Linked DNA regions of Mus musculus: regions 2, 3, 4, 5, 6 and 7 are each linked to region 1. A link is a contact called in public HiCAR-type, HiChIP or PLAC-seq and promoter capture Hi-C data. All regions are on one chromosome and are shown on one strand. The core of a region is the stretch at or near the end of the contact, and the rest is flanking DNA. Distances in the headings are between cores, read along the strand shown.

Region 1 (3,941 bases), core at 626-3,125:
TCTTCTGACACAAAAAGAATTGAATAAATATTTGCAATTGAATGTTTTTTATTTCAATACTCCCCATTTTATTTCAATCACTGCCAGAATAAGGAAATAGCTCATAATGATGAACTGCAGCTTTATAGTCAGGATTGCATTCAGTCTGTACAGCTGTGTCTGTCAATCAGCTCACCTATGACCTTCACAGAAGAGAACACTGTCGAATGGATTGTCAAAACAATCCATTTACATACAGCCCACAAAAAAAAAAAAGTACAGGAATCAACTCTGCAGGCCACACCAGATGCTGTCCTGATAGGGACAGCTAGAGACATGTAGATAGACCCCATCTCAAACATCCCAGTACTAAGACTGCATTTTTTTGTCTATGCTTTTTCTGGATGGTCACATCTAGTTTTCATTCGCACGTCTTGTGTCACTGGCTCTAAAATATAAAAATAAGAACACAGGCATTATGTTACTGCCAACATTAAAGAAGAACACAATAGTCCTTTGCAATGGTCCATCTCAGAAGCCAGATCCGTAAGTATGGTTTTTCAACAGGAATTCAGGTTCGGGATAGGATCATCATAGACTAGACCAACGACAGTAAGCTCAGCAGAAAACAAAACAGAGCACCACTCACATGCACTCCTGCTGCAGGATCTTCACAGGCGGACTGGCATCTCTCGCAAGTTCTTGTGTCACTGGCCCTAAAATATAAAAACAAAAACACAGGCATTACGTCATTGCCAACATTAAAGAAGAACACAATAGTCCTTTGCAATGGTCCATCTCAGAAGCCAGATCCGTAATTATGGTTTTTCAACAGGAATTCAGGTTCGGGATAGGATCATCATAGACTAGACCAACGACAGTAAGCTCAGCAGAAAACAAAACAGAGCACCACTCACATGCACTTCTGCTGTAGGATCTTCACACGCAGGCTGGCATCTCACTGGTCAGCATTCACTACAGAAAGAGGTACCATGACATGCTATGAGTAAGAACTGCATTAACAAGACTACCACTTAAACACAATGGTCTTCTCTCAGAAGCTGCATTTATCTTCAGGTCATCATCTTCGGGATGTATTTCATCACTGTTCTGACCCGGTATGTCTCACAACTGTTTGTACAATCAATTTGTACACCATGCATTCACAACAGTCACTCCAAATTGCAAAGGCCAGAGTAGTTTGGCCAGGACTACTTCACAATACATTTCCAGGAACCCGGATTCTTACTTCACAACGGTATGTTTGCATGCTTACAAGGGAAAAAATCTAGGCTTCAATACACACCCTTTAAAACGGTCATGTTTTAAGCATGTTTCTTTCATTTATCAATTCTCTCAGATGCTTTGGGCTCCCCTCCATCTAATATAATGAAAAATCAAAAAACAAAATTTAAGCATCACACATCACTTCCTATTGCACTATAACAATATTCTTAAAATATAGAAGCTGCATCGCCTTTACCTTGGTTTCTTCTTGTAGCTGCTTTGAAGACGCGAAGAACAATGGCGCCATTGTCCTTGTGAACGTGCATATAATAGGATGTCTCTTTCGGTGACTCTAGTACCTTCGGAACAGCACAAAAGGCTGCAAACCCTGCTGTAAAAACCTACCCACGCGGGGACTCAGGAACTAGAACGCATGCGGCCTTCAGTCAGGCCGCTTAGTACGAATCTCACTGGGGCCCAGACTCCAATCCCGAAATATCATTAGCTGCTGCGCACTTCTCCGAGGAAGTTTACACCAGTACCCTAAGTTCAAGTCTCAGAAGCCTCCAAATCCTCGTTGCACCCCTATATTTCACTTGGTCATCCGACTGTAACTCACTCACCGACAAGACAAAGAATATCTTAGGCTCCGTCGTAAAAGAACGAGCCCGGTTCACCGCAGCTCCTTTTATAGTCTCCTTTGTGCGAGATCGAGGCTGCCCCTCCCTCTGTCACTGATTGGACGCGAGAGTACGTGGGGGCGTGGCTTTTCATGAAGCAACGCGTGGGAGCGCGCGCCTTGGACCTCTTTTTTTTTTTACAGGCCATTCCGGGGCGTGGTGCGCGCCGCCCGCCCGCCGCCGCGTGCATCTCCGTTGCTGCGCGCGCTCCCGCTGGCTCGCCGCCACCGGTCTCTTCCGAGTCTGGCGGGGTGGCTCAGCTCGACGTGGCGTGGGAGTGGCGCCAGAATTCAAACGAACTGCCGCAGTTGGAGGCGAGGTCACCGCCTGCTTCGAGCCTAGTCGACACGGACGGTCGGCGGCAGGGAGTGGCCTTGACTTCGCCGCGCAGGCAGCTTTGAGCGCCGCTGGTGGAGAAGCTTGGTTGCTACGGTGGCCAGCGCTGCGCTTGTGTATTCAGCGGGGCAGCCGAAGGGACCTGGGAGGACAGAATTACGCGGGTGAAAACCGAAAAGCTCTCCGTTTATCCTTCCTGCATTCTGGGGGTGCCGCTGGTCTGCAGACAGCCATGCTGTCCAGTGCAGGCTTATCCAACGCCTGCTTGGGCGCTCAACCAGGTCCAACACCAGATTCCCCCGCCCCCCCAAGTCTCCCACTCCGGGAAACAGACACTAGTGACAGTTATACTGTCAGAATGCTGAGAAGTTAAACATTCCGTTTCACAGAGGAGAAAGCAAGTCAAAAGCCGCCAGTTGGCCTAAGGTCACATAGCTATCCTTTGCTATTTTTTAAGTTTCTCCCTTCTAAATTATCTGCAGAAAAAAACTTAAGACTTCAAAGGTCAAATATATAATTCAAAGTAATTTAAATGTATGGATACACACATTTGGATATTTTAGCACTTGGAAGCTCGGGTCTTTATTTTGTAGCATTTTTTACTAATTATGTGTGCATTTGCTGTCAGTTTACATTAACAGTTATCCTCTGATCACCATACTTATAGACTGTGGCATGCATGCCCTCACACACATCATGCACACATGTGATAGTAATGGTAATAAGTGAATAAAAGCCGTTTGGGTAAGAACATCACATAAGGTTTGCCATAGAAAGAAGGTAGGGAATAGAATCACATGGTAAAAGCTTGTCACAGCATCTGGTTAAGGACTGTGCCTCTGGGCTACATTTCAAGCCTGTGGTCTTAATTTGGTTCTTTTTAAATCTATGTGCCCAGGTACACACATGCATGCAGAGGCTGAAGGGCAGCCTTAGGTGTTATCCTCGCAAGCACCATTTATTCCCTTTTGAGATAGGGCCTCTTACTGATCTGGAGCTCAGGAATCAGGCTAGACTGGCTGAGCACAAGTCTAGGAGATCCTTCTGTTTCTGCCTTCCAGCTCAGAAATTATAAGCATGGGCCACAACTAACATTTTTATGTGGTTCTGGGACTCAAACAATTATAAGTCCCTAGGCCTGCAAATCTAATGCTTTATCTATTAGAACCATCTCCACAGCTACAGTATTAGGTTTTTAAAGTTTTTAGATGAATGTTATCTTCAAAATGATTTTAATATGTATTTTTATTCTTTTTTTTTAAAGGCTCACCTTATTTTATCTATATGAATGCACTGTCGCTGTCTTCAGACACACCAGAAGGGGGCATCGGATCCCATTCCAGATGGTTGTGAGCCACCATGTGGTTGCTGGGAATTGAACTCAGCACAAGCAGTCAGTACTCTTAACCACTGAGCCATCTCTCCAGCCCCTTAGTTTGCTTTCTGTTGCTATGATAAACATAATGACCAAAATCAACTTGGGGAGGGAAAGGTTTATTTCAACTTAAAACTTCTCTAGTCCACCATGAAGGGAAGTTAGGACAGGAACTCGTGCAGAGATCATAGATGAATAGCTGCAGCTTAGTTGTGTGTGTGTGTTTGTGTAACCCAGGTCAATACTGCCTAAGGACCACAGGCAACACAGAGCTCCCACATTAATCGGTAACCAAGAAAGCCAGCCAGACTTGTCTACAGACCAATCTGAAGGAAGCATTTTCT
Region 2 (3,941 bases), core at 599-3,098, 2.0 Mb before region 1:
TTCAGTTCAAGATTCTTAGACACTATAGCTTAGTCTTGTAAATAAAGACAGCACCTTGTTACCTCAGGGTTATGTGAGGCCGTAACCATGACTCCAATGGTAGATCTTGTTTGCTTTGACCGCAGGACAGCTAGCAATCCCATTCGAAACATGATATGATCGAGATGCTGGGCATTGGTCCGAAATCCAGCAGTCCCATACTGAAGAATGAGCCCCTGGGGCTTGGCATGGAGTGCCGAGCGCTTACACACAGCCTCCAGATCCATGCCTACAAGAGTAAGAAATAAAAGAAGGGAAAGCTTTCAAGTACTGCTTGGTAAACTGCCAACTCAATGTAGCACATTTGTTTCAATGGGACCCTCTCCAGAGAACCACTTTTGGGAAGGCAGGGAAGAGAAAAGGAGACCCTGGAGTTAAAATTACCCAGAAGCCCCTGCCTAAACCATACCCTCCAGGACAGACTCGGGAGAGACACCAGCCACTGTCCACTCCTATTCCACTCTGTCTTCAGGATGAACTGTCCTAAAGTAATGCCATCACACCATCATTTTATGTTACAGAAGGGTCAACTCCCGGTGTGGGCCTCGGTTAATCATATAAAGTCTGGTGTGCGGCCAGTGAAAGGCTGAGGCTGAAGGTCAGAAACCTGGAATCCGTGTGGCTCTTTTGCTGTTCCTCTCAAGCTAGAAAGAAACAGTCCCAAAAGAAAAACAATGGACAGTCATTTCCTCTGGTCTGAGACCCAACCCCACCCCCACCCCCATCAGCTAGGCCATCTCACAGAAGCCTCACCAATCTCCATAAAGACAGGCATGGCAGCCTTCTAAAGTAACATCAAAAACAACTAACATCTACCATGCTACTTCCAACCTGTCATTTAAAAACAAGTGAGTGTGGGATACCTCCAATTCATTCAACTCGGGTTTTCCACTTCGGCCAGCGGTGTATTTGCAGAGCCACAAACTGTACTTCCTGGGTCAGCTCTATCCTAGTTTGCCCAGAGAGGGGGTGCTGTCCCTCCGCTAACAGCCACACCTCCTCGCTTTATTGTCCTTCCTTGCTTCTATACACAACACTACCAGAAGTGTGGGGAAATGTTTGCTTTTCTCCGGTTAGTAAAATAGATCATTCCCAAGCTACTTTAGTTATCAAACTTTTGTCCACAAGGACGAATATAATTTTGTAAAAAAAAAAAAAAATGACCCGTTGGTAATGTATCCCTATTATTCATAGGGGCGTCAACCACTCCTACGAAATTCAGAACTCTCAAAGGAAAATCACAGTCATAGAACAACGGCATGCTTCCACCCTTTAATGCATTTGGAGTTCTCGAACTAATTTCGATTAGGTATGGCAATGTTTATTAAAAGCCCTAACAGTGTTTGCTTCTTTCATTCAAACTGCCACCCTTGGGGATGCATCCTGCTCCGAGCTACTGATTGACTCGCGGCTCCGCGCACTACAGCGCGAGGACCTCAGGCACCTGGGCCGCGCGCAGCGTTGGATAGGTAGGTCCGGCAGTCATGCCCCAGCCTCAGCTGCCGATGAACCCCCACCCACAGCGGCCCGGCATTCTCCACGCCCGCTCACCTAGATCTGGAGCAAGAACGTTCTCTCCACAGGCGAGACGCGGCCGCGCAGTGCGCACCAAACCAACTCTCTCAGACCTCGCAGACGTGGCCCAGCTTTGCTTCCGGCCCGACGCCCCGCCCACACCAATCACAGCCCGGAAGGGCCGCTGAACCCGCCCCTGCACCACCAAGCCCCGCCCCGACCAATCGCGGCGGGTTGGTGTCTGTGGCCCCGCCCTATGCGCCAAGCCCCGCCCCCCAGCCGTCCGCGCGCTGCTCGCGCCCGCGGAACTGCGGCTGCGGTTCGGAGCGGGTTCGGGGCTGCTTGGCTTGAGTGATCTGAAAGGGTGAGGCTAAGGCGGCTAAGGCGGGCCGAAGGTTAGCTCCCGGGGTGGACAGCTGCGCCTTTCAGCCTGGGCCTCAGGGTCCCGGGTCCCTAAAGAACGGGAGCGTTGACGTCCCTCCGACCACCGAGATCACCTCCCAGCCCAGCCCCTGCCAGGCGAGGTCAGCGTCATCCCCGCGGGTCTTCACCCGCTTAGCCCTAGGCGTCACTTTATTAAGTGGAAATGGCTGAGACCCCTCCTCCCAGCCCCTGGCTCTGCGGTGGCGTCCCTATGCACCTGCGCGAGATGCTGCACCCCACTGCGGTCCGGGGAGGCTGTCCTCCGAGGGGGCCTGCGGATGGGGGCTGGCGGCGGGGATGACCTAGAGCCCTCCCCTCCGCACTGCAGGCATCCTTCCTAGCTGCGCAGGCTTGAGATCCAAGTGGGATTCCCGGGCCGGTCCCTGGTTTTCCCGGGATTGAGGCTGACCAGGAATACAGGTGTTTGCAACCACCGGCCACGAAATCTGTCACCCGAGCACCTGTTGAAAGCGCAGACTCCAGAATGGCCGGCAAGGGTGGGAAGGAGAGACAAGGATTCTGGGGTTTGAGGGAGCATTTTAAAGGATGTTGTGCGTACTAGATTGGGGGGGGGGGGCTAGGAGAGAAATCTAAAGTGTATGGATGCGTGCCCGTAGCTCTCTACAAACAGCGGGACTGCCTCTTAGAAAAGGGACCTTGGGAAAATTTCCTGGACACCAGTCGTCATTTACAACCCCATTATTTCTGGGCCTTTTCCAGGTTTCCAAGCCGGCTGATTTGGAGACATGTCAGGGTCAGTAAAAGAAAGCCTTCAGCTTCAGCTGCTGGAGATGGAAATGCTGTTTTCTATGTTTCCTAATCAAGGAGAAGTAAAACTCGAAGATGTAAACGCCCTAACAAACATAAAGAGGTATCTGGAAGGCACCAGGGAGGCGCTCCCACCCAACATCGAATTTGTCATCACGCTCCAAATTGAGGAGCCCAAGGTGGGTGCTTTCATTGGTCCTAAGTGTTTCTGGGTGCCTATCGTGTTTTGCTTTTAATGTGTATGCGTGTTTCCCCCTCATGTATGTCTGTTCATCATGTGCATGCAGTGCCCCCTGGAGGCCAGAACTGCATGTGGGAACCTAGAATTGGACCCTGATCCTCTGGAAGAGCAGCCAGTGCTCTTAATGGCATAGCCCCAGGTATCCACTTGTTAACTGGAAAACCCAAAGCATGAGCTTCCTGTCCAGGTAACAAATAGACAATTTCAAATCCCAGGATGCGTTTGGAAGGAAAATGTACCAAACATGAGATGGTCCATAAATTCAGACAGACTTTAATGAAGTTAATGAGTGTTTAGGATTTCATCGGTTTTCAATGACACTGAATGTGCATAGTAACTACACATACAAAACCTAAATGTTAAATATAAACTTACCTCCTTGCTCTGGACCCTTTAGTCCTAGGAACATTAGCAGAGCAGGTACCATGTGGACTGGACATTTAGAAGAATGTTTTCGCTCTCCCCTACGAAGCCTTCAGTTGTCCTTCCCTCAGACCATTTTATCTCCTTAATTACACACTTCAGTGGAACCTTGAACTTCTCCCACAGTAGATTCTGCCTCTCAAATTGAAATGAAATTCTTGCTATGTGTGAGCATGGTCTCCCTCAGGAAGCTCCGGTCTGAGGCAGGAATCTTGTCTGACTTCATCACTTCCTGTTCCAGCACAGGACACCCAGCACACGTCGCTGGTCGGCGGTGGTTAGGAAAGCTGACTGCATACGTTGTTCAGTGGCAGGCAGGCCCTTGAGAGTCTCCATGACTGTTCCTATCGTAATCGTGCAGTTGCCATGATAAACTAGCTCGTGTGATTTCTCAGTATTTAAATCTATGTCGTTTTTATTTTAAGGTGACCATTGATTTGCAAGTAACCATGCCTCACAACTACCCATACGTGGCTCTGCAGCTGTTTGGACGGTCACCTGAGCTTGACAGACAACAGCAGCTGCTGCTTAA
Region 3 (3,941 bases), core at 879-3,378, 1.8 Mb before region 1:
TAAGCCAGCCCCAATTAAATGTTGTCCTTTATAAGAGTTGCCTTGGTCATGGTGTCTCTTCATAGCAATGGAAACCCTAACTAAGACACTTTCCTACTCTACATTTAACTAAGAAGCATGTTCAGTTCAACAATTAGCACCTGCGCCAAGCGCCACAAAGCATAGCGACGATTTAAAGAATCATACCATTTTATAATCTAATTACTTCAGAACTAACGGCGTGAATCTAGATAAAAATTACCAATGGATTTGAACAGTGTGGGTCAATCTCTTAAAGACAATGCTAAGAGAACAGGAAGCAACAACATGTTATGATCTCATCCTGTTTAGTACTTAGAAATCTGAGAAATTCAGCAATCCACTGAAGATCAAAGTTTTACGGGGCTGTGACATGGCTCAGAGGGTAAAACTGCTTGCCACCAACCAGAGTTCCATCTCTAGGACCTACATGATCCCTAGAAACCATCCTCTGACCTTCATCCATACCTCTTGGCAGTCACGTAACATACACACCCGACAATAAATAAGTGAAATAACAGTAATAAAGGAACCATGTGCTGTGGGTTGCTATGATAATGCTCAACACATAAAACACATTATCAGGACTGAAGACCCGAGTCTAGTCTCCCAGATCCACACTGCAGAATGAAACAGATAACCTCTCTCTACAAGTTGTCTTCTGGCCTCCACCCATGTACCATGGCAAACATGTGCTCCTCATATAACCAACCAACCCACCAACCAACCAACCAACCAATCAATGAATATAGTACAAAGAACCAGTTGTTCCATGATAGACTAGGCCTGTGAACTTATTTGATTCTTTGGTGCTATGAAGGTCAGAACTGACAGAGGTAGTTTATTTTATTTTCCTCTCCCTCTCCCTCTCCCCCTCCCCCCCTCTCTCTCTGTGTTGGGGGGCTATGGAGGTTAGTCAGGGGGCAGTTGTGAGCACAGGCTCTGAGGATGAAACCTTAAGTCTTGGGCATGCTTACGTGAATGCCCCATACACTGGACTACATTCCAAATACAGGACTCGGGGTTTCTTTTCTTTGCTCCAGACCTGCTTCCCAGTAAAAGCTGAAAAAGTAAAGCTTGTTGTGTTTTATAAAAAGGAAAGAAAGAAAGAACCAGGATATGTTTGGTAGAGTGAGGTATGGTGAGGTGGAAGGGGGTGCCTCTGTGGGTCTATACTGAGGCATCCTTTCCCCCTGAGAGACCAGTCACATATATAGTATATGTGTGATATAGTATGGAGTAGAGTTTATTTTGGGCAGGGGGAAGGGAGTTTAGGAGGGAGTAGAGACAGAAAGAGAGAAGGGGGGCAAGGAGAGGAGAAGAGAGGAGGGGAGGGGAGGGGTGGGGAGGGGAGGGGTGGGGAGGGGAGGGGTGGGGAGGGGAGTGGAAGGGAGGAGAGAAGCCAGCCATGAACACGTGGAGAGAGAGAGAGAGGTGGGAGGGGAATGTTGAGAGAAGGGTACAGAGAGGGAAGAGAGCAAGAGGATAAGTAAGGAGGGGGCAAATAGCCCCCCCCTTTTTTTTTTACTGAGTCAGTCATACCTAGCTGTTGCCAGGTAACTGTAGGGCAGAGCCTAGAAGGAATGCTGACAATGCTTTCCTCATACAATCTCCATCCCAAAGGAGTGCCCCATCCCGAGGAGAGAAGAAAGGAACAGAAAGAGTGTGATGGGAATTCTGTGGAGACCGGAGTGGGAGTATGCCAAACTTGGCTCAAAATAAAGCTACAGAAGTGAATCACAGGAGGCTGCACAAGTTGCTCCCTGGGTGTCCCAGTGTCCCAGCGTAGGCTCCTCACCTCTGCCTTTGGCCTTAGATGGAGACTCTTGGGTTGGAGGTAACCATAACCTTTACTCCCTTCGTGCTAATACTGATTAAGTTGGTTTAGGCATGCTGGCCGCTCCTCCTCCTCTTGTTTTTGCTGCTTTGTTTTTAAAACATTGGTTAAAACACGCCCTGGGTGCCTACATTCTTGCGAACCCATTTAGAGTTTTTTTCTAGCTCTTAACCATCGGTGTGCAGCAGGGATGCAGTGGTGTGTAAGCAGGATCCGCCCACCCCTCCCCTCTAAGTCAGCGTCATCGCCCCTTCCCCTCCCATCTCCAGCCACTCAGTGCAGCAGCCCCACTCTCGCCTGGTCCCGGACTCGGGGAAGCTCCGCTGAGAGGACCCTGCACTCTGCTGCCCACTAGGCTCCTGGCACCTTCCGTAGCCAGTGTCTGCATCCACCCGGATCCTTGCTGGGCAGCGCCCCTGGGACGGGAGGATACAGTAAGCATCTCAGGTAAGGATGAACTCACTGCACAGGAGGGCACCCTAGAGGCTGGACCACTCCTGAACAAGGCAGGACCCACAGGAGGAACACAGAAAAGCACTAAAGAAGGGATCACAGGCTGGCTGTTTTTTAGAGATCAACCACCCTTCTTCCATTCTGAATGAGTAACGGCCACTGCAAGGTTAACATCCGAGGAGTGAGTGATGTTTGCATTGGAATACAAATGGAATGCTTTCTGCTTAAACAGTACCAGAGGGGACCCTCTTTATTTTTGTGATTATTAACAGATGTCACTGGAAAAGGTGTAAAAACTTTTCCTGGAAAGAGGTTTGTCTCTTCCCTAAGTTGCTGCCGAAGTACTTTCTGCCTCTGTCTGCCTCATTCTCTCTCTGTCGCCCTGCCCTCTCTCCTCTCCCTTCTGCCTGGGTAGCGAAATGAACAGTGGAAGACCCGTGGGACGAGGAGGTGAGATGAAGTGGAGATCTTGGGCTTGCTTTAAAGGACCAGCCAGGGGTGAGTGGATTGAAAAAATAACCAAGTATTGAGAATTACCAAAGCTGAGTGAAGGGCACATGGAGATTAAATATTTCTCTTGCCTCATCTGTGTGTTGGTGTGTGTGTATGTGTGTCTGACTGTATGTAAGTGTGTGTTAGTATATGTGTAAATATGCATGTGTGTGTACGTGTGTGTATATATGTCTGTGTCTTTCTGTGTGTGTGTGTGTCTGTGTCTGTGTATGGGTGTGTGAGATCTTGAGACCTTTTATAATAATAAGAATTTTTGGAAAGTTGCAGCAACTCCCAAGCCTGATTGATCTGACTTCCATACCATCTTCAATTTGGAAAGTCGCTCTTCAGGGCTGAGGAGATGGTTCAGCAAATAGAAGGCTTTCCTCACACACATGAAGACCTGAGTTTGGATCCCCAGAACCCACAGAAAACCAGAGGAGATAGAATACATCTGAAATCCCAGTGCCCTATAGCAGATGGGGAGAGAACATAGGAGACTCTGTGAAAGCTTCTAGGGGGTTAGCCTGGCATATGACCACACTCAAGGTTGTCTTCTGACTTCCATGGGGTTCCATTTACTCACAAGAACCAAGGCGTGCACACACATGCAGAAAGATGTTGTCTGGTATATCAAGTCTCTTCTTCCCTGTCTTTATTAATTTTTCTGGCTTCTGACATCCCCCCCTCCCCGCCGCCAAGTTCATTTGTACAGAGAATTATAAAAGTCATAACTTGCTGACTGGAGAATTGTGTTTAAGATCTGGTTTATGATTTAGCAGAGAAAATGTTAAAATCCTAGCCAAATAAGAGCCAGGCTAGAAAGTGCCAATCAAACGGTGCATGGGATTTCATTTTAGAGAAGACTCTCATGTGAGACAGTTCTATGTACATTTCTTTTCCACTTTTTTTGCAGATATTTTAAAATATGAGAGCCCTCAGTATGTGCTTGGCTCATCACACGTGAAGCTGCTACTGTGGGTCAACTTTCTCTACTGAATAGACTGCCTTTCTTTCTGTGCCCAATTCTCAAATATCCAACAAATCCATTTTAAATAGAAGCACCGGACTCAGGAATTCTGGAATGCTGGAGCTCCTTCACCTTAGACACGACAGATGGGAAATCTGAATTGGGAACATT
Region 4 (3,941 bases), core at 568-3,067, 1.7 Mb after region 1:
CAGATGCTGCCGCTGCTTAGATGCTTTTAAAAAATGAAAGACCTGGTAGGGAGAGAGTTCTAAAGCTATCTGAGAGAATCTGAAACAGGAAGCTCAGTTTTCTTTTTTTCACAGGCAATTCCACCGGAAATTCACCAGGGTCCACATGTACACAGAGGGCAAGCATCTGCCTCTGACAAAGCTCCCTGTGGACGCTCTGGGAGCCAGTCCCAAGTTTACACAGACACTGAGTTACCTCAAGTTGAACTGCAGGCCTGCTTGGCTTCCTTTAGAGAAACATTTTATGCATCTGCTAGTGGGGGGGAACATCACAGCATCCCCCCCCCCTCCACCCCTGTTCCCCCAGTCAGACTCTGCTGAGTCGACAAAGCTCTGAGAAAGGGCTTCAGGGAACAGCTCCAGCTGCTGCACGGTCTGCAGAGCTCAGGAACAGTTGCATGCTCACAAGGCCACTCTCCACTTGGCCAGCTTTGAGAGGGCTGCTGCTTCAAGCCCAGCCCTGTGGCTCTGGAGAAAGCCCAGCTTGCAAGACGGAAGAGAAGCCAGAAAAAGGAGGGTGGAGACTCAGGGAACCAAGCGGGGAGCAAGGCCCAGAGTGAGAGGCAGCCCAGCCCTAGGCCAGGGGTCCAGGCCCTTGGGTGCTCCAAACAGGACCATTCCTAGGAGATGTCAAGGTCCTGGCCTTTAGAACTCTCAGCAACAGGGAAATGCTGCCCCGGGACTGGTGACCATTGCCAAGCCTCCAATACTCAAATCTCTCTGGGGAAGCCTAAGGAAGCCTCCCATAAGCTGAAGCAACCCCTCCCACCTTTTCCAAGAAGCAAGAGTGGGCACTGCTGGAGTACCCCGACCTCTCTAGAGGGGGCTGTGGCAAATTAGTTCCCGGGGCCCTGGTATCACTTGCCTCTGGCTATAGCACTCAATGTACCATATTTACTAAACACTTGAGAGTGGAAACCACTTAATCCCAATACTGTTGTCCCCACTTTACAGAGCAGGCAGCTGAAGCACAGAGGGGTCTTTCAGAGGACCCAAGGTCACAGGAGGAGTTATAAATTAGGCAGGGATGGAGGGTGGAAGCCTGCAACTGTGGGAGGGTCTCCCACAGCATCCAAGGAATGGTGAGCGTGGACACAGGAGGGAAGCGAGGAAAGGCGTATCGGGAGATAATGGGTCAAAGTGTCAAAAGATTAGCTGTGTAACCCCCAACCCTGACTCAGCCTCATAGTCCAAGCACAGGTAAAGGGCAAAAAAAGATAAGAATGAGGAAGGAATCAGAGTAGGCAGTGGCAAAGAGAGGCTTGGGCAGGACAGGAGGAGGCCTTTGGGACAAGGAAGGAAGGTGGAGGGGGAAATCTGCTGACGGGACACGAGTGGGCACCGGGGCGCGATCGTCCCACCTTGAGCACGGTGACTGCACCGGCGCTGTGCACCTGGAAGTGTGTGGGCGGATCTGCTCCGGGCTCCGCAGCCTCATCGCGGCCCTGGTAGCTGAAGCAGGCGTCGGCGATGTCCAGGTGGCCGAGCGGCAGAGCGTCCTGGGGACTCTTGAAGTAGTAGAGGTAGCAGCGGCGCGAGTCAAACACGAACCAGCGGCTGCGGTAGCCGCGCAACGGGCCCTTGCCCGACAGCTTCTGCAGGTAGCCGCACAGCCGCGAGGGCTCCCGTCCCGCCACCGCCCCAGCCTCCGAGCCTGTTCCCGGTACCGCTCCCTCACCACCACTGCAGCTCTCCTCCACGCCGTCCCCGGCCCCCGGCATGGCCTGCCGCCGGCGCCCGCGCCCGCGCTCCCGCCCCGCGCTCCTCCGGGCCGCCGCCGCAGCGCCCACCTCCCCGCGCCGCGCCCTCCGCAGGGCCGTGGCGCGCTGAGCAGCCTGGGACTTGTAGTCCCGCCCCCGCCGCGCCCCCGCAGCGTGGGTAGCCTGGGTTCTTTAGCGATCCAGGCTAGCTCCACCCGTCCTCTACTAGTTGTTTTTTTGGGCATTCAAGGTCCGCCCTATCCCGGGAGAAAAAGTTCTGTTTCTTTATGCGAGCGTGGATTCCACGAGTGGGTTTCTAAAAAAAAACTAAGGAAAGTCTACTTAACACTGCCCTGAACTCCGAATAAGCTTTGATTTTAAAATCCGTGTCCAGCCAGTCATAGGCTCATACTACGAAAATGAGAGCGCCTGTTGCCTGGTACAGAGTGGGTGTTCGGTAAATATTTGTAGAGTTTGTGAATGGAAGCCAAAGTATGTACTGCCTCTCTACATCCTGGTTTGTTCACTGAATGAAAAAAAATTTATGGAGGGCGTTCTGTGTAGGATTCACACACTGGAGACTTGGCAGTGACTTCCTAGCCTCATGGAGATTATATTCTAATAAAGCACAACAATAATTCACACATTTTAAAAGGCAAACAAATAGAAGTTGTTTTGCTGCACAAATGCCCTTATGACCTGGAAATAAGGATGGTTGCTTAAAATACCACTGTGCTGGTAGTGTTTTGTTGTCTTGACCCAAGCTATAGTCCTTTGGGAAAAAGGAATTTTAATTGGGGGGGGGGGGAAGCTGGCAAGTCTGGGAGGCATTTTCTTGATTGATGATTGATGTGGGAGGGTCCAGCCCACTGTGGACCGTGCCACCCCTGAGCAGGTGGTCCTGGATGAAGTAAGAAAGCAGGCTGGGGAAACAGTGACGGGCGAGTCATAAGAGGGCAAGCTGTGTGGAGCAGTCCTCCATAGTTCCTGCTTCCAGGTTCCTGCCTTTTGGTCATGGTTCTTTATTACAGCAATAGAGACCCTAACTATAAGACATCACTTGCCAGTGATTACTTGAGGGTGTCGGGAATGTAGGACTGAGACAAGCTCTCTCCACATAGCCTGGGCTGGCACTGAGCCTTGGATATCTTCCTGCCTCCACCTCCCAAGTGGTAGGATTACAGGAATGTGCTAGCCCCACCCAGCTTCCTAGTACTTCCTGTATCAACTTATTTGAACCCTCAGAACAACCTCACAAGGTGTTTTTAAGTGCTTAACAAAACAAAACATAGTAAAAGGATGGAGTTTGTAAAGGAAGATGAAGGTAAGCTACTTTTGTAGGTTGGTCAGAGGAGGCAGATCTTAAGAAGTGAGCAGAGACCTACGTCAGATGGGAGGGGGAACGGTAACTAGAGACTGAGGAGGGGAACAGCATTCCAGGCGAAGGAAGGATGAGTACAAAGCTCACCTTTCCCAAAGAGAAGTAGACATTCTAGTTATATTTGTGAGGACATATCAAATATACCACTAGAAGAGGGTGCATGATCCCATAGAGCTGGAGTTACAGATAATGGTGAGCTACCACGTGGGTTCTGAAAACCAAATCCAAGACCTCTTCAAGAGGGACTAGTGCTTCTAGCTGCAGAGCCATCTCTCCAACCCTATGCACCCCCTCTTGCTTATTTTAAATTCGTGCATGTGCGAGTGCGCTCTCTCTTTCTGGAGCGCTCACTCGCATGTGCACGCATGCGCACACACCCCAGAAAAGACAAGGACACCAAAGTAGACTGCCCATTTGAAGCTTAGATCAGGCTGTTTAACTTCCTTTTGTGGCAGTCTTTTGTTTACTGCCATTGTTATTGTCATTAGTGTTGCTTCTTCCTCCGTAAGCAGATCCAGAGAGAGGAATCTGTCAGTCTTACCGGTCTATGTGCGCAGTAGGCTAGAGTCCTTTGTGCTTCGTGCCAGCTGGGTTGCTCCAGCGAGTGAGGGGAACCAAGTTCAATCTGAGCCTCACTCTGTGGATCCAAGGGCCTATGACTAATTGGCTTGTGGAGAAGGCCATCAGGATGGGTATGACTTTGAAATGCTACAGAAAGGGGAAGAGCTGGGAAGAGTCGACCTGGGCAGTGTCGATGATGTGTGAGATGATGTGTGAGGCAGAAGGATACAGCCAGTCTGAGTTCAGTCAGTGGGCTGTGA
Region 5 (3,941 bases), core at 1,006-3,505, 1.6 Mb after region 1:
CACACACACACACAAGGAACTGAGAAGCATTTCTATTCCCAGCAGGCCCAGTTCCTGGAAATCCAATGCCGCCTTCTGGCTTCTGAGGATACTCACACACATAAAATAATGCAACACAAACATCAACAAAATGGAAAGTTACCACCTTTCACTATCAAAATTCTACCAAGATTTCAAAATAATCCCATCAACACTGTTTCCTTTCTAGATGTTCTCTGGGTTATTATCAACCATTCTTGATTTCTAGTTTCTAACATCAACCAAGGATTTAAGCTTTTGTGCTCTGACAATCAGAAATCTATGGGCCTCTTGGCATGCTCTGCTACATAAAACATCAAATTACAAAGGAAACCAACTGTTTCGCAGAGTTGGCAAAACTACAGTGTACACCATCTTACACTATCTACAAGTGAGGACCAGCCAGCTCAGTGTCTTCCATAGTAGCTAACTCTTCACACTAGTTTTTGAGATGGTCGATTACTTTAGCTGTAGCTCACCCATGGGCTGACTGGACAATGAGCTAACAGAGATCCATCCACCTGCGCAGGTCTCCACACTCCCTGAACCTCCACTGGGTATAGAGCAACACCCCGTTCCCCATACACACACAAGAGTTTCTCTGTATAGTTCTGGATGTCCTGAAAAGCTCTAAGTAGACCAGAATGGCCTCAAACTCAGAGATCCGCCTGTCCTTGTACATCGATTAATTAAAACGTTTCGATTTGGAACTTGAGACTTTTAAAAGTCTGGCACTTTACTGGTTAAACATCCTAGAACAGGAGTTACGCAAGCGCCTGGACCCAGCATGTATGATGATAAACACAGACGGCCGTATCTGGCAGTAACAAGTTTAAAGTGTTCCTTTTTATGCTTATAGTTTTATTTCCTTTAGTATATCAGTAAATCACCTCGACAGATGAGTTGTGAGAACCGAGTAACTGCTTTCCATTAGCAGTAACCGTTCATCAGCAACGTTCTCAGTCAAAGCCAACTAATAAGCGTTAGCTTTCAAATCGCCATTAAAATCGAATACTACTACAACCAGTCAAGCAACTACTGTATTTAAAAATGACAAAGAGGCCATGCATCTCAAGATGGAAACGCCCTAAGGAGGAACTAAAAACTGTTTCCACGAGAACCGCTCGGCAGAGCACAGAGTACTTAAAGGGCCCTGGCGCACAGCTCCAAAAACAGCAAAACGATGCCCTCAGGCAACAGCAAGCCTAGGAACTCGCTCGGGCGGCTCCAGTTTTATTTTTTTTTCTGTCCCCACCCATCACTCAGAGGCAAGAGGAGGAACTGGTCTGCGCGTGATCGCCGTGCCAGGGGGCGCTGCATCTGGCCCGAAGCTGCGTGTAAGCTGCGAGACGCCGGCAGCCATGATGGCGCGGCCATCTTGCCGCGGCCATCTTACAACGCAGTTCTCCCGCCGCGGGGCGCACAGCCCACCCCCCATCCCCTGTCCTCCCAACAGCAGAACTCCACACAACGCCGAGACAGAGCCGCTCGTTTGTCCAACAGCCTCGAACCTTCGGCCCACAGTCGCCCGCGCGGCCCGCGGCCGAGAGCTAAGCGGGGAGGATGCGCTGCCGCTGCTCCCCTCCCCCACGCCACATCACCTCCCAACCGTCGCCGTCGCCATCGCTCACCCGCCCGCCGGGCACCTCCCTTCAATAGACTTTCTCCGCTCTCGGAAAAACAAACAAACAAGCGCCGAGGCTCTGCCACACGCACGGAGATGCCCTCGGCCCTGGCCGTGGCCGGGGGCTCGCTTTCGCGCCACCGAGCACTGTCGCGGATGACGCACTGAGATTACCCTCCGCAGTGCGCCTTTCCCCCTTACAAAGCAAGGCCTGCACGGTTTCCCCCGGCCGCAAGCCCCGCCGACCCCGACCCCCAAACCTCCAGCGCCCTGAGTCAGCCTCTCTCCCGTGCACCGTTAGATGCCTCTCCCCAAAGCGGCACACTCACCCTCCTGGAATTTCGGCTTAGGGTCCTGCTTGGGCGCCATTTATAAGTGATTCGCCGCCTCCTCCTTCTCCCACCACCCCCGACTACCGCCCCCTACTCTCTACCCCACCCAACTCAGCGTCAGACGCGCCGTCGGCCACAGCCAGCTCTACATCCTGGGCGCGATTTGCCAGCGCCGCCTGACCTCACAGCACCGCGACCCGCGCAGCCGCCGCCTCAGCCAACGGCTAACCGCTACGCACACAAGCCTGCGCCCGTGCCGCCCAGAGGCATGCCGGGATTGGTAGTTCGACCTCGGATGACGCCAGCAGGGTGGGGGAGGGGAGTGGGAGACAATTGCCCCCCCCCCACGCCCGCGATCCACCACCGCCCCTGTCCCCAACCCCAGCCCTCTAAGTATCCAGACCCCAGAGGCTTGTTAAAACCCAGATTTTTATTTTCTGTAGGTGACAAAGAGGAAGGAATAAGTAAATCACTAGCTAGTGACGAAAGGATGGGAAAAACTCAAGGGGGGCAGATGCTTAGATAGGAAATGAAGCCAGGTAAATGTGGTGGGGTGTTGAAGTGGCCTGAGGACAGGACTGTCTCTGCAGCCTGAGTTCCACGGCATCACCAGGACTTGGCCTAGGAGAGCGCTGGAAGCCAGAAATGAAGCTAGATGCGAGTGAGAAGGTGATCCTCTCCAGAAGCTTCGGTGTCTAGAAAGCCATGCCCTGTTTGAGGGAGTTGGGGGTTGGGAGGGGGTGGGGGTCCGGTTCCCATGACTATTTGTAGATTGCAGCTTCTGACTCTTGAAGTACTTAGTCTCACTAAAGGGGGCAAACCTGGATTGCTGTCAAAGTCAAGGTTCCATACTTAACCCCTTTGTACCATCTTTTGCCATCTTATTTCTTTGGGGTAGTATTGGATGTATACTCAAAAAAAAAAAAACCCAACCCACAACAACAACAAAACCTCTCTTCACATTGTTCCTATGTTCAAAAACTCCTTAATGTACTCTGCTGTGAAATAACACTGTACCCCTGTACCCACTAAATTACATGAATTGCACACAAAGGATCAGAGCTGTTAATTAGGGAGATAAGTCAGAAAACAGTCACCCTGATATTTGAAGCCCTTCCACACTTTGTAGCTACCTAATTATCCTAGGCAAACCTTTATGTCAAAGCCTTTTCTCTTTTCAACAGAGTCTTACTAAATATATTTAACCCTGGCTTGCCTGGAACTGGCTATATAGACTGAGAGGACCATGAACTCACAGTGTCTAGCTCCTGAAACTCTGTCTCTATTTTTTTTTCAGTTATTTTTTTTTTTTTTTTTTTTTTTGAGACCAAGTTTCTCTGTGTAGCCCTGGCTGTCCTGGAACTAGCTCTGTAGACCAGGCTAGCCAAAACTCAAACATTTACCTGCCTCTGCCTCCCAAGTGCTGGATTTAGAGGTATGCACCACCAAACCTGGTTCTGATGTACTTTAAACTACTTTGTGAAAAGTTTTCTCAGGTTACATTTCAACCAGCAAGTTGAGGATACCTGTTTTCCCACATCCTTGCCACACATGTTATTTCCACTCTCTGATTTTAAATCAACAGAAGTATGTTGTGCAGAAGAAGCTAGGTATAAGAGTGAACATTTTCATCATTGATTCAAAATCAGGACAGCAGCCAGGCAGTGGTGGCACATGCCTTTAATCCCATCACTTGAGAGGCAGGCAGATTTCTGAGTTTGAGGCCAGCCTGGTCTACAGAGTGAGTTCCAGGACAGCCAGGACTACACAGAGAAACCCTGTCTCGAAAAACCAAAAAGAAAAAAAAGAAAAAATCAGGACAGCGTTCAATTGGATGTCCAGGGTGGGTAGAGGGAGATAAATATGAAAGAGGTACTTTTCCACGGGTAACTTTGATGTCTCCATGATGTCGCCCCCAGAGTGATAGTTAATGTTTCCTTTGCTGTTCATTGTTGAACCAATAAAGT
Region 6 (3,941 bases), core at 732-3,231, 1.5 Mb after region 1:
AAAGAGGAAAGCTAGGGATTTTTATGGGGTAAGGGGCTTAGGGGTGTGGAATTCAGCATAGTGACACACTATTGGCTTATTTAAACATTAACAGAAAGATTACATGTTAGCAAAAGGGCATCAGAAAAAAACAAAAAAACAAACAAAAAAATGGTGGCGCACGCCTTTACTCCCAGCACTTGGGAGGCAGAGGCAGGTGGATTTCTGAGTTTGAGGCCAGCCTGGTCTACAAAGTGAGTTCCAGGACAGCCAGGGCTATACAGAGAAACCCTGTCTCAAAAAACCAAAACCAAAAAAAAAAAAAAAAAAAAAGGGCATCAGAACTTTGTTCCTGTGGGCTGGGGGCTTATCTTGCTCACATAGCAACCAGTTGATGTATGACTTTACCTGGCGTCAAGGGGCAGTAGACAGAGGGGAGGTTCCGGCCAGGTGGTGTTGACCCAGACAAGATAGCCCTGCTTGTACAATCAAGCTGTTCTTAGGACTGTCTTAACAACAGCCCTGTCTGTTCTGCTTTGTTCTCGGCCCCAGGCCTAGACTCATAGACAACTCTTTTACATGAATTACAAGATACAAAATCTCATTTTCTTTCAGAAACACATTGTCTTAGTCAGGGTTTCTATTCCTGCACAAACATCATGACCAAGAAGCAAGTTGGGGAGGAAAGGGTTTATTCGGCTTACACTTCCATACTGCTATTCATCACCAAGGAAGTCAGGACTGGAACTCAAGCAGGTCAGGAAGCAGGAGCTGATGCAGAGGCCATGGAGGGATGTTCCTTACTGGCTTGCTTCCCCTGGCTTGCTCAGCCTGCTCTCTTATAGAACCAAGACTACCAGCCCAGAGATGGTTCCACCCACAAGGGGCCTTTCCCCCTTGATCACTAATTGAGAAAATGCCTTACAGCTGGATCTCATGGAGGCATTTCCTCAATTGAAGCTTCTTTCTCTGTGATAACTCCAGCTGTGTCAAGTTGACACACAAAACCAGCCAGTACACACATCAAGTCAGATATCCTAAAATGGGAGCCCTTTGCACACTATCTGTCCTTGGAGCCATACTCCAGGCCTGTCAGAACCGATCAGTGTAGATTCAGTGTCCACATGTCCAGAGTATCTGAAAGACGTGCCTTTGTGTGGTGGCTTTTGGTTCGGTTTGTCTATTTGGCTATTTGGGGGGGGTGGGGGGGAGTGTGTGTGTGTGTTTATAGGAGTACTAGGCATTGAACTTATTCAAGGCTTATATGAGAGCCTTGTGCATGATGGACCATGCTCGCTGAGTTACATCCGTAGCCTCAGGGCTTCTTAAATAGAATTCTGAAAACTGGTCAAAGCCACTAGACCAGTAGTTTCAACCTCATTTTATGGTGATCCCCAAACCATTAGATTATTTTTGTTGCTATGTCATAACTGTACATTTGATACTATTATAAATTATAATATAAATATCTGTGTTTTTCGATGGTCTTAGGTGGCCCCTTTTAAAGGGTCATTTGACCCCCAGGTAGAGAACCACCTTACTATACTTAATTCTAAAAGACTTCTGGAATCTCTTCCCCCGGCACTAGAAAGACAGAATCTGACCAAAGAATCTCAGGAGAGGAAGGTCATTCTGCCTTCATCAAAATGCCATGGGCTGCCAGGAGAAACTTGTAAAGGAGGCTGAAACAGGAGGGTTACAAGTTCAAAGACAGCCTGGGCTATATGGGGACTGTAAGAAGAAAAAAAGAGCCAGGTGTGGTGGCGCACACCTTTAATCCCAGCACTTGGGAGGCAGAGGCAGGTGGATTTCTGAGTTCAAGGCCAGCCTGGTCTACAAAGTGAGTACAGAGAAACCCTGTCTCAAAAAACCAAAACAGAAGAAGAAGGAAGAAGAAGGAGGAAGGAGGAGGAAGCAACGCAAATGCCTGGAAGCAACCCAAATGCCTGTTGGGGGTGAGCAGTCCAGACAGCCCTCTGGTTAAGTCATTTCAAGCTATAGGGAAGGCCAGGGAGCTATGGTTCAAGAAACCTTCACGGAGACGGAGTTACCAGAGATGGGGACAGACAGGAAACTGGGGATTAGGCTGCGCTTCCTCCCACTTGGCAGGGACTAGCCTTCAGGGTCAGACCCTGAGAACCCTTCTTCCCAAGAGCAGGAGTGTAATGGCCACAGGGGGCAGGAGAGGAACCATCATCACCTAGGCGGAGGCCAGAGTCGCCCCACCTCCTTTCCACAGGCTGGGCTCAGAGGGCACTCGGTGGGACCGGGCAGTGAGCGCCGAGATGTGGGCTGCGCTGCCGCTGCTGTGCGCTGGGGCCTGGCTGCTGAGTACTGGGGCCACCGCCGAGCTGACCGTGAACGCCATAGGTAGGAGGGAGAAAGTGGGGCGCAGGGCTCCGAGGGCACCGGAGGGAGAACAGGGACGGGCTAGTCTCGGGGGACACGCGTCTTGCGTGATCCGAGGAACAGGCTGGCAGGTACCTAGAGTCCTTTTGGCTCAGATCTAGATACAGAAGCCTTCAGCCCCTTCTGCCGGACAGCTAAGGGCACAAAACTTTCCTGTCCCACCACGGGAGGGAGCGGGACATCCCAGCCTGTACTTTCCGTGGACTTGGCCTCCCCGGGGATCGCCCTGCCTGGGTTATTAGTCCGACTGTGCCGTGCTGGGGTGACTCCCTGCCCTGCGGAACATGGGGCACCCACAGAAGTTTTAACCCTAGCGTCTGTGGTGTGCCTGGAAAAAGCTGGCTCGGGAAAGTCGCCTCAACTCTTGGCAAAGTGCAACCGCAGGAGACTAACCAGTAAATATTTTACTGTGTACAACGTTGGTCTCTGTAGCAACTCCTAAAGGCTACAAACGAACCTTTGGAACCTGTGGAACGAACGCAGCTACGGGTAGCTGGTTCTAATAGATGTTTATTTATGGACAGTGAAAACAGAAGTTAAAGCGCGCCAGCCATTTTTAAGTGTAAAGAGCCGGTCAATCAAAGCCCCTGGCTGAGAGTAGATGGTGGTCTGGGATTTCCTAGCCCTGCTGATGGTCCTTCCGCAGGACACACAAAACTTCCTTTAAAAAAAAAAAAAAAGATTTTATTAGCATATATTAATTGTACTTAATAATAAGTTTCATTATTACATTTTCATGAGTGTTTATAATATATCCTGATATATTTCAGCCTTCATTACCCTCTATTGTTCCCCCTCCCATTTCTACTTTCTCTTACCAGCTTGTCTTTCTTTCTTTTTGGTTTTGTAACTCACTGGAACTAGGGCTTTCAGAGAGAGAGATAAATGCCACGTAGCAAATTCATATTGCTGTGCTGACTTGGGTCTCTGGGGATCTCCCGGGCAGTGTGAAGACATCCCAAACGATCCGGACTCAGACTGTATCAGCGAAATCAGTCTAGAAACTTAGTCTCTCTCTCATTTTCTCTCTCTCTCTCTCTCTCTCTCTCTCTCTCTCTTTCTCTCTCTCTCTTCTCTCCTCTTTTTCTCTTTCTCTCTCTTTCTCTCTCTCCCCCTCCCCATCCCCTTTTCTCCTCATTCCTCCCTCCCTCGTATCTTTCTGTGACCCTCTGGGCTTTATTAGGGTTATCAAAAACATGGTCACCTTACCTTACCAGCCACTACACCACTGAAGAAAATGTATCTTTCCTTCCGCGGCCAATCCCCCACCCCCACAACTATTAACTAACCTATAAATCCTCAGGCAGAGATGGGACCCTGAGAGCCCCTCCAGCCTTTTTGGGTTTCTGTTTTTAATTCATTTACTAGCCAAGGATGACCTTGAACTCCTGATCTTCTTGTCTATCCTCCAACTACTGAGATTCCAGGCATGTGTCAAGCCCTATGTAAAAACATTCATTTTAAAGAGATAGCTCAGTCTGTAAAGCCCTTAGTATAAAGGTCTGAGAGCCAGAGTCATCCCCCAAACTGTGTAAAAGCTGGTCAGACATAGC
Region 7 (3,941 bases), core at 605-3,104, 1.5 Mb before region 1:
CTTGGCAGTTAGTGAGGAAAACTGGGTGCTGCTACTATTCTCACGGATATTAGTATTTGTTTGCTTGCTCATAGGGAAATGCTTTAAGTAATTATAGTTGAGAAAGAAAAACAATCTTGGGTCACTTAAATCTTAAGGACTGTAATTAAGTATGGAGTAGTGTGACTCTCACTCTGATATTCTCCTGTTGTCTTTAATCTGGTGTTCAGTACTTTCTGTATATGTTGAAGGATTCCTATAATTAAAAAAAAAAGGTTTAAATTTGAATGATTTGTACAGAGTCTAAAAACGGTGAGAACATGAAGTTGCTCTCTTTTCTTTTGTCCTGGATAAAGCTAAGATTTGGAAGACATAAAATTCAACATTATCCACTTTCCTTTTGCTTTAGTTTCCCGCTCACAATATTCTCATATAAACATCTTCTTCTGGGGAGTAAAATAAATCCTCAGTGACTGATTTTTCTTACATAGGCATCACAGAAGAAAACTTATTCCATACTTTAATGAGATGGACGATGGACTTGCATGGTTAGGGTGACACAGTAGATTATGCTCATGAAGTCCTTTTAGTTTTTATATAATCACCTGCTCAGCAGTTCAGGTGCAAACAAACATATTTTATTAATCTATAATCTGAGCTACTTGTGAGGATGAGGCAGGAGAACTGCAAGTTCAATGCTTGTCTGACAATATACCAAAAATATTTTCCTGCAGTATTCCAGAATAAAAATGGGTAGAGGTGGAGATGAGAGGTAATTAGCTAGCTAAGAAATGTCCCGTGCTTGAATGACTAAGCATATCCACAGACTCTCTCATAATATTAAACCACATTATCACAACTTTGACTCCCAGGGACTCTGGAAACTACATAGCTGGAGTAAATGATGTGTCCAGAATCAGAAAAAATTAGAACCCCACAGAGAATGGGATGGGTTATTTAGAACTACTCTTTGGGAAAATGTTCTCTTTCTATTGGATTCCACCCTGTGGATCTGTGTATTTTCCTAGCAAAAAGAAAAAGCCAATGTATCACTAACATGGACCCACAGTGTTAGGAATTTCTCTTGTTAACAAATCAGGATAGTATAAGGTGGCCTGTCTTTTGTTACATGCCTATTAATATATACAGTATATGGTTTAGATATAGCCATTTATTTCTTACAGAAACCCAAGCCTATACAGACAAAATGTTCCTTTAATAAAAAGTAGCGTGCATAGGCCATTAAATACAAGGATGACACCAAAACCAAATCACTCTATTTAGGAGTGAGCTACTTGTAGATTTCAGGGAAAGTGAAGAGTTATGGGAGGAGGAAGAATGTGTGAGTGTATGGATAGAGAAGGTCTTCTGGAAACGTCGTCTGGAAACGTCTTTTACTCGTTTTCCAGACTGGTTCCCCAAACGTGACGTTTCTTAACCCACAGCAGAGGCTGCTTGAGTTCGGCTTCTTAGCTCATGAAACTGTGAAGTCCTCTTTCCTAGAGCTTAGTATTTTACAGGAGAGAACTATTCAGCAGTCTGAACGTTTTGATAGTGTTGTTTTCTTTCATATTTCAATTGTTGTTTATCAAGAGACAGGCACTGGTCTTCTTGTTCTACCAGAAATAACCCTCGGCCTCTATCAGCACCAGGGCTGGGGAACAGCTTCACTCTCTGATCTTTCAGCAGAAAGCTGTCATTTCCTTGTGGTGCTGAAGTTTAGGACCAAAGAGTAACTGAGCATGCGCTGCCCTGCCCCCAACCCCCGCACAGCCACCCCTTCCCAAGCCGGGCGACCGGGCTCACAGAGTGAGTGAGCCTTTCCTCTGACTCCGCCCCCGCCCCGCCTCTCGTGAGCGTGATTGCGTCACGACGCGCCTGACCCCTGGCGACCCCGGAAGTGGGTCGGGGGCTTGGCCTCGGCCGGGCCAAGGAGCCCGCACGGACGGTGGTGGGCGCTGGGGTCCCACCAGGGCAGCCTGTCCGGTGGCGGAGCCCGGATGCGGCCCGAGCCGGGGGCCCAGGATGCTGAACGTCCCTTCCCAGGCTTTCCCGGCCCCCGGCTCCCAGCAGCGCGTCTCCTCCCAGGGGCGCAGCAAGGTAAGTGGCGACGCCGTTCGTTCGACTACTAACTCAAACGCCCTAAGTGTGTTTGAGCTGCTGAAGTTGGCCGCGGTAAGTCCACTCGGCACCCCGCTTCCGGCATGGTTGCATTTCTGTCTCAAGCTGTCCTCTCCAGTCTTTTGTTCTTTACGGTCAAAGATCCAGGCTGAGCAGTGGCGGTGGCTAGGGATGATTGGAGTCTGCAAACCTGCCGTCAGATTTAGTGCCACCTCTTCAAGTCGCACTCCTCTGTGTATACGGTAGCCAGTGGTTCCAGCACTGCCTCATCTGTAGACACCCCTGGTTGATTTTGAATCTGGTACCATGCTCTTGTCTATTTGTTGAATATGGTTACTGTCAGCAGCAGGTGGAAATACAGATATATAGTTGCAAAATTCAGTACAAATTGTGTAGTGTATTCATTGCAAGGCGAATGCTCTTATGTTATTTTGCTAGTTCCTTATTCTGTAACCACATCTTGGTATTTTCTTTTGAGACTTCTGTCTTCTTGGGCTACTCGATTCCTTTCTCGAGTTTTATTTTATATGACTTTGAGACTTTCCATTCTTCTCCACTTAGATCTGAGGTTTTGCCCTTAGATCAGAAAAGGAATTGAGGTTTTCATTTATTTTTCAGAAATGTCTGTCCCCAGCTTTAATCATACATAGCACTAAGATGTTTTGTGGGCTCACTGATGGCCATGTGTATCTGGAGTCCTTTTCCTTTGCCCATTGAATCTTCACAGTTACCCTGAAGCTAGGGACGTTTACTATCTTCATTCTTGGTAAAAAGAAATAGGTTGATGAAAGTCTGCTATCAGTCACGTAAGCTTGTGATTATGACATTTCCTTCATTGCTGTGTGTGCGCCTCTGCTCACCAGCCATCAACTGGGTATCTTGCTCTCTCTTTAAGCTAAGTGCTTGGCTCCATAGTCTAAGGTTGCCCTTTGTAGAATGAGAACGTCAGTAACTGACTTTCTTCATTAAAATGGCTATGTTCTCAGCATTCATTTAAAGGAGAAAACTTCTAGGCAAAGACAGCAAGTTCCTTAGATGCGATAGCAGAAGTAAGTTTTGTTGTCCCCAAAGAGGGCAAAGTAAGATCTTTGTGTAATTTAATAGGACCCTCAGGTAGGATTAATTTCTTTGTTATGAAATGAGACAATCTCGAACCCTTGAGAGGCAGAGTTAGGACTGCATAAAACAATGAAACAGTCAGATAAAGTTTTCAAAAATGGAACTCAGCCAGATAGGCTGATTGTTAAATTGTTAAAAGTCTAGAACTTTGGAGTAGGAAAGAGATGTCTTTCCAAGACCCACTACTTCATCGCAGTCACATTCTGGCTCAGGTGTATGTACGCGTGACCAGTTGTTGTTGTTGTTGTCTTGTTCATAGGCCTGAGATGAGACTTTTCCATAGCACAGCATTGCTACGCACTCAGCAGATATTCCTTACCTTACGCCCTTTATTCAAATCTCACCAATTTGAATCTTACACAGAGACAGATTCCTTATGCAATAGCTGTTCAGTGTTTATTGAGAAACTGTAATGTCCTACATATGCTAAGGCATTTGATCATGGGGTTCCCAGTTGATGGTGCTGTCTCGGGATGTTATGAAACCTTGGCTTTATTGGAAACAGTATGTCACTTTGAGCAGGCTTTAAGGGTTTACAGCTTCACCTATTTTCAGTTTGTTCTGTGTGCAGTTGCTATATGATTAATCAGCTTCCTGCTCTGGGTACCTGATGCCACACCTGCCTCGCCATTATGGAATCCCCTTGTGGAACCATAAGCCAAAATAAACTCTTTGTTCTATAAGTTGACTTTGGTCATGGTGTTTTATCATAGCAGCAAAAG

What was found. Promoter capture Hi-C pulls out the DNA fragments that hold promoters and counts their contacts. HiCAR-type assays count read pairs that join an accessible place to other places. HiChIP or PLAC-seq counts read pairs in DNA pulled down with a chosen protein or histone mark.
Region 2: a contact with region 1 is called in a promoter capture Hi-C map of pre-B cells, with 9 times the contacts expected there. The contact joins the promoter of Rwdd2a here to the promoter of Snhg5 in region 1. A contact is called at or near these places in 1 of 39 promoter capture datasets (pre-B cells), 2 of 484 Hi-C or Micro-C datasets (B cells and CD8 T cells) and 2 of 115 datasets of contacts at active chromatin or transcription factors (astrocytes and pro-B cells).
Region 3: a HiCAR-type map of astrocytes shows a contact between it and region 1, with 4 times the contacts expected there. The contact joins the promoter of Prss35 here to the promoter of Snhg5 in region 1. A contact is called at or near these places in 1 of 39 promoter capture datasets (liver) and 2 of 115 datasets of contacts at active chromatin or transcription factors (astrocytes and embryonic stem cells).
Region 4: a HiCAR-type map of astrocytes shows a contact between it and region 1, with 4 times the contacts expected there. The contact joins the promoter of Tbc1d2b here to the promoter of Snhg5 in region 1. A contact is called at or near these places in 2 of 39 promoter capture datasets (liver and pre-B cells) and 1 of 115 datasets of contacts at active chromatin or transcription factors (astrocytes).
Region 5: a contact with region 1 is called in a promoter capture Hi-C map of pre-B cells. The contact joins the promoter of Morf4l1 here to the promoter of Snhg5 in region 1. A contact is called at or near these places in 8 of 39 promoter capture datasets (the C10 cell line, the HPC-7 cell line, cranial neural crest and 5 more), 1 of 484 Hi-C or Micro-C datasets (B cells) and 3 of 115 datasets of contacts at active chromatin or transcription factors (astrocytes, large pre-B cells and pro-B cells).
Region 6: a contact with region 1 is called in an H3K27ac HiChIP or PLAC-seq map of microglia, with 5 times the contacts expected there. The contact joins the promoter of Ctsh here to the promoter of Snhg5 in region 1. A contact is called at or near these places in 3 of 39 promoter capture datasets (hippocampal neurons, liver and neutrophils) and 2 of 115 datasets of contacts at active chromatin or transcription factors (embryonic forebrain and microglia).
Region 7: a contact with region 1 is called in a promoter capture Hi-C map of pre-B cells, with 7 times the contacts expected there. The contact joins the promoter of Cyb5r4 here to the promoter of Snhg5 in region 1. A contact is called at or near these places in 11 of 39 promoter capture datasets (the 3T3-L1 cell line, 3T3-L1-derived adipocytes, the C10 cell line and 7 more), 2 of 484 Hi-C or Micro-C datasets (B cells and CD4 T cells), 4 of 115 datasets of contacts at active chromatin or transcription factors (astrocytes, embryonic forebrain, forebrain and 1 more) and 1 of 9 other capture datasets (adipose tissue).

What each region holds. Positions count from the first base shown.
Region 1 is chr9:88,521,022-88,524,962 of GRCm38.p6, forward strand. It overlaps Snhg5 (small nucleolar RNA host gene 5), which reads right to left and starts at 1,876. Exons shown (of 5, transcript NR_040721.1): 1 at 1,463-1,876; 2 at 1,286-1,360; 3 at 897-954; 4 at 629-695; 5 at 31-427. LOC115487267 (a small nucleolar RNA gene) reads right to left here and starts at 847; the gene lies at 776-847. It overlaps LOC115487269 (a small nucleolar RNA gene), which reads right to left and starts at 579; the gene lies at 508-579.
Region 2 is chr9:86,570,140-86,574,080 of GRCm38.p6, forward strand. It overlaps Rwdd2a (RWD domain containing 2A), which reads left to right and starts at 1,849. Exons shown (of 3, transcript NM_001145969.1): 1 at 1,849-1,918; 2 at 2,698-2,924; 3 at 3,835-3,941. The coding sequence starts at 2,724. Pgm3 (phosphoglucomutase 3) reads right to left here and starts at 1,703. Exons shown (of 13, transcript NM_028352.4): 1 at 1,591-1,703; 2 at 63-268. The coding sequence starts at 266.
Region 3 is chr9:86,741,505-86,745,445 of GRCm38.p6, forward strand. Prss35 (protease, serine 35) reads left to right here and starts at 2,129. Exons shown (of 2, transcript NM_178738.3): 1 at 2,129-2,302.
Region 4 is chr9:90,268,952-90,272,892 of GRCm38.p6, forward strand. It overlaps Tbc1d2b (TBC1 domain family, member 2B), which reads right to left and starts at 1,818. Exons shown (of 13, transcript NM_194334.2): 1 at 1,401-1,818. The coding sequence starts at 1,760.
Region 5 is chr9:90,112,565-90,116,505 of GRCm38.p6, forward strand. Morf4l1 (mortality factor 4 like 1) reads right to left here and starts at 2,256. Exons shown (of 12, transcript NM_024431.3): 1 at 1,972-2,256. The coding sequence starts at 2,011.
Region 6 is chr9:90,052,286-90,056,226 of GRCm38.p6, forward strand. It overlaps Ctsh (cathepsin H), which reads left to right and starts at 1,982. Exons shown (of 12, transcript NM_007801.3): 1 at 1,982-2,349. The coding sequence starts at 2,265.
Region 7 is chr9:87,020,175-87,024,115 of GRCm38.p6, forward strand. It overlaps Cyb5r4 (cytochrome b5 reductase 4), which reads left to right and starts at 1,855. Exons shown (of 16, transcript NM_024195.2): 1 at 1,855-2,079. The coding sequence starts at 2,005. Ripply2 (ripply transcriptional repressor 2) reads left to right here. Exons shown (of 4, transcript NM_001037907.2): 4 at 1-267.